Regions from separate parts of the Mus musculus genome. Here region 2 is linked to region 1. The links are chromatin contacts, called in public Hi-C maps. All regions are on one chromosome and are shown on one strand. Each heading gives the region's core, a stretch centred on a gene start, on an enhancer-like site or on the middle of the called end of the contact. The rest is flanking DNA. Distances are from core to core; before and after follow the strand shown.

The links. Hi-C and Micro-C count contacts between places; a contact is called where the count stands out from the background.
Region 2: a contact with region 1 is called in a Hi-C map of embryonic somatosensory cortex, with 1.8 times the contacts expected there. The contact joins two enhancer-like sites.

What each region holds. Positions count from the first base shown.
Region 1 is chr5:111,537,419-111,540,118 of GRCm38.p6, forward strand. No RefSeq gene overlaps it. Among named protein-coding and RNA genes, the nearest start is that of Gm36274, 23 kb to the right of the region's middle. Within about 2 kb of position 1,358, at least 28 of the 459 cell types and tissues checked have an H3K27ac peak or open chromatin away from gene starts, as enhancers often do.
Region 2 is chr5:111,922,237-111,924,936 of GRCm38.p6, forward strand. The region is part of intron 3 of Gm36794 (a long non-coding RNA gene); the gene reads right to left. Among named protein-coding and RNA genes, the nearest start is that of Gm36880, 13 kb to the left of the region's middle. Within about 2 kb of position 1,370, at least 10 of the 459 cell types and tissues checked have an H3K27ac peak or open chromatin away from gene starts, as enhancers often do.

The DNA of each region.
Region 1 (2,700 bases), core at 108-2,607:
GCACACACACCTTACACTCTGTATATACTACACCCTCATATACACACATGCCACAAACATACATTCATGTAGACAACACAAGCATGTATACACACATGCACCATACGTACTCTGTACATCCACATATAGACAATAGAACACATGCACACACACCCCACACTTTGTATATACCCTCATACACACACTGGACACACACACATATTATACACACATACTGTATATACACCCCCACACATGTACACTCTGTATGTAAACCCTCATACACATACACACACCACACACACACATTCATACAGACAACACACACACATACACACTCAACACCCTCCATTCCATATGTGTGAATTCACATGCACATCCACTGCACATGCTATGAACACATGCAGGCACAGATACACACATGTACATTGTCACGTGTACCGTTCTTTTCAGCCAGCTGGAAGGAGTTCAGACACAGGCCTACAACATCCTGTCATTCCACACATAGTTCAGAGCACCTGTCCTGTGCAATTCAGACACTGAAGGACCCCTGCCTCTGCAGCACCTGTGTCTCTGAACGCCACAGAGCTGCAGTTTCAGGGACCCTCCGCAGAGCAGCCACAGAGCTGCAGTTTTAGGTGACCCCCTCCCCCTGTCAGATCAACCACAGAAATGCAGTTTCAAGAGACCCCCCTCAGATCAACAGAGTTGTGGTTTCAGGGGACCCCCTCTCAGAGCAGCCACAGAGGTGCAGTTTCAGGGGACCCCCTTTAGAGCCACTCCTGCTTCCTGTTTTCAGTGCCCCTATCTCTACTCCTGGGCTTGGGCAGGTAGGGTTCGGACAGCAAGGATAGTGGGTCCTTCCCTTGCCTCAGCCTTCCTTGAGATCCCCAGATGGCCATCCTGAGGCTGCCAGAAGCCACTCCCATCCCCTACCAGCTTGTACAACCTTGATCGAGGCAAGGCACAGGGAGTCCTGGGCAGCGATGCTCTTCAGGGAAGGCCATAGTACCTCTGCCTCAGGAAGCCAGACTGGAGCAGAACAGGGCAGGGGGCATCAGGTGCTTAGAGGGAGAGTGGAGACTCAATAGGCCTTATTCCTGAATAGGTCTACCACGCAAGGACTGAACACCCAAACCCAACTTCCAGGCTCACATGGGGCCTCCAGGAATCAGGCCTCCTTCCTGACTGGCCTGCATCCATTGGTGACTGTTCTTACACTGGGGGTGGGGCTGGGCCCTGGAGACCACCATCTGCCTGCCTGTTGGCTGTCTCTGTTCCCTGGGGTCACCAGAGGCTGGGATCGATGCGGGCCCAGCTGCCCAGCACCTCCTTATTACCAGCAGGCCTGGCCTAGCCCTAATTGCTTACACTGAAGCGTCTGTGAGGGCCCAGGTGGCAGAGCCCAGGCTGCCTCTGGCTCCCCTAAGGCATGGCCTGGCTGGGGACAGGGGAACGGGGAAGAAAGGCAGTGCCGGGCGGGGCATCTGTGAGTCCCAATTAAGGCCCGAGTGGCATAGTCTGAGAGCCCCTAATTTGGTTTGGGACAATGAGCTGGGGAAATTGGCTCTAGTCTGAGTAGGCTGAAGTCCCATCTGTCCAGCCTGGGAAGTAGTACTTCTATAGTCCCAGTGCTGGGCACGGGGGAGGTGGGGAGCACAAACTGGTCCCTCTGTGGGCTAGCGGGTGCTACAGTGTACCAGCAGTCCCCCTCAGTGCCACCAGCAGAGCCTGGGTTTGGAGAAGGATAGCATTTCTACCCCCATTCTGCAGATGGGTAAACTGAGGTCCACAAAGGCAATGAAGCTGTTTACCTGAGAGATTTCTTATAGCCTGCTGCCCTTCAGCGGAAGGTTTCTTTGGTTTGGATGTTAAGAGTTGCCGTGGAAACCGACAAACCGACTGATCCAGTACATTCAAGTTTCCAGTTACCAGTGAATAAAATTGTGTGAATATGTCCCATGCAGAATATGGGATAAGCTTACACTAAGGTGGTTTATTCAGGGTTTTATTCATGGATACTTGTGAAGCAGCTTGGAAGGCTGCAGTAGAGAAAAATGGAATTTGGAGCCAGTCGGTCTTAGATTAAATCTGGTTCCTTTGGGTGTCTTATGGACGACAGAAACCTGTTCCTTCCACAGAGGTCACAACTAAATACTGTGGGCCTTAAAGTGATCTGACCTGGCAGAGGACACTGAAGTCAAGAACCCTGAGATAGGAAGGGCACTGGGGGTGGCCTAGGTGGCCCACATCCCTGAAAGAGGCCTTGAGAGGGGGTGGGATCTCTGTGCAGAAGAGCTACGCTAAATAGGGCTTGCAGTGAGTACTTCTGGGAGCTGGCCGGGTACAGTAGCCTGTTAAACATAACTTCTGAGGCTACATACATATACACATACACATACACATACACATACACATACACATACACATACACATACACATACACATACACATACACATACACATACACACACACATACACATATACATCATATACATATGCATATATATATATACACACACATACACATACACGTATACATCATATACATATATACGAATACATACACATATACATCATATACACATATACTTATAATACACCATATATATACACATACACATATACATCATGCACACATACACACATACATTTATACATACACCATATACATATACATATACATCATATACACAGACACACACATACACTTATGCATA
Region 2 (2,700 bases), core at 120-2,619, 380 kb after region 1:
CTCTTCCGAAGGTCCTGAGTTCAAATCCCAGCAACCATATGGTGGCTCACAATCACCCATAATGAGATCTGACACCCTCTTCTGGTGTGTCTGAAGACAGCTAAAATGTACTTATTTATAGTAATAAATAAATTTTTGGGCTGGAGTGAACAGGGACTAAGTGAGCAGAGTTGACTGGAGCAAACGGAGTTTACCAGAGCAAACAGAAGTCCTAAATTCAATTCCCAACAACCACATGAAGGCTCACAACCATTTGAACAGCTACAGTGTACTCATATATGTAAAATAAATAAATAAATAAATCTTTTAAAAAATTATCTCAATGTGTTTGTGTGCGCACATATGGTTACAGGTATAAATGGAGGACAGAAGAGAGTGTGGTACCCTCAATTCTGGAGTTACAGGTGGTTTTGAGTCAACCAGTTTGGGTTCTGGGAACTGAACCCAGGACCTCGGTAAGAACAACATGTGCTCTTTGTGCTGGGCCATCTCTTTAGTCCAGTTACCTCACTTTCTAAGGCTGTGGCCTTGGGGAAAAATACTTCACATCTCTGAGGCTCAGTTTCCCCATTTGTAGGGGATGGAGATGGTGGGGCAACTTCCTAAAATTCCATGGAGATCAGAGAGGAGAAGGCACCCAGGGTCAGCGGCACAGTTCTGGCCTGTAGACAGTGACCAAGAGGCAGAGCTTCTGCCTAGGAAGCCCTCCACCCCTGCTGCCCCCTCCACCCCAGCCGCCCTGGGACTACAGAGTGCTATTTGCTCCAAGGCTGCACTTCAGACAGATCTGTAATTAAACATCGACGACTAAGCTAATAGCTCTGGGAACTCCAAGCTGCGTCCTGGCCCCTGGACCCCATTGGAGCCCTGGGCCAACCAGGGCAGGGCCAGCACCAGGGTGGGCGGCCCCAGTGTAGGCTGAGTTCAGTGGTGCAGCTCCCTCTGCTTGCTGGAGCTAGCGTGTTTACATACATCCCATAATCACCATCTGCACAGCCAGCGGCGTTTGTTGCAAATGGCCCATTTCCATCTGTTGAAGCAATTTCCTCAGAGGAATTCGCGTTGATCACTTTTTTATGCAAAGCTTTTGTGGAGACCATTTTTCCCCCCAATGGTTTTTAATAGGTCTAAATATCTGAGGCGCAGGGAGGGGCCTCACAAGAAAGAGGACGCTCAGGGAAGGGTGGCTGTGGGTAGCCAAGGTGGGGGAGGCTGAGTCCCCCCGAACCTTACCTGCATTCCTCATCTGTGTCCCCCAAACCCATCACTGTGACCACTGTGACGGGCCCCATCCTGGGCCATACCATGTCAAATATTTATTGTTTAGAGTTCTTCCAGAGTCAGCAGCCCCTGGCTAATGGAGAGGCCTCGCAGGGAGGGAGACTGGGGCGTAGTAATTGGCCAAGCAACTGGTGATTCCGCTCTGAGCTCCGTACCTGAAAGGACCAGATGGGCGATTTTGCATATTTTTGACAGCTGTAATGAACAGGGCAGCTCCGTATTGATTAAATGTCTGAGAAATTAGTGCAGCCCTCGGGAGCTTTGGTATTTACTATTTCTGCTCAAATCTCGGCAAAGTTTCCGTAAGCAGAAGTTGAGACCCTTGAATGATGATAAATACATTCCAGGGCCCCAGCCCCTCAGACACAGAGGGGAAGACAGGCTGCAGCTTTGGCCACTGAATGCCTGGCAGGCACAATGGTGTCTGCACCCCCAGCTTTCAGTAGGGTGCCAGGTGCATAGTAGGTGCCCAAGAATTGGCTATGCCTTGGTAGACAGTAGACAAGAAATCTAAATCTAAGTCCTGGACTTGTGTGGAAAACCCCACAACTCCCCATCATTCAACTAGACCCTGATCCCTTCCATAAATAAGGCATTGCATGTACAGGTGCCTTTGGCCAGCACTGCCCCTCACCTTGACTCTGCAGAATAGATTTTGCGCCCTTTTGGGGCCTTGATTTGCTGGGTTACAACTCAAAGAACTGTGATGAACTGTCTACTTGTTCCCAAGGAGATTCATATATACAGAAACTGGAGAATTACAGTGTGATCTGGAGTCCTGGGTGCGAATCCTGACCCCACCTCATCAAGCAGATATGAGTCCATTGCTCAATACTGCACCATGAGTCCCTGTGTCCAGCCTCCCCCCTCCCTTGCCCCATCTACAGCTGGACAATGGAGTTCACCTGTGAGAGCCGAGAGCTCAGTGGCTGTGAGCCACAGATCTTCACCTGTGCCACCCAGGAATATTTCTTTGCAAAGGTCATTCCAAGAGCCATCTGCCAGGAGACAGGAGAACCACAGACTCAGGAATGTGCAGTTATCTATGGTGCTGTCCTGGATGGAGGGAAGATGGGAGGGGAAGAGAGAGGGAGGAGAGACACACCCTTGGCTAAGCATACAGGCATTAGGCACCATAGACTGGCATGGTGTGAGGGGCCATGTCGGCTCTATGGTTATCTTTAAGCATAATCACAGAAGGCAAGTGGGACTTGATGAGTTACTTGACCCTGCATAGGAACAAGGGAGATGGGCCAATGGGCTGGCAGAGTAGACAAGTGGCAAATTTGCTGATGGCAAGATGGCAGGGAGGGTGATGGCAATCAGGTGACCACACTGGATATGGCCCAGGTGCTATAGACAGGCTCAGGGCTCACTCAGTCAGACTACAGGCTCTTGAACATATTTGTGTGCAAGACC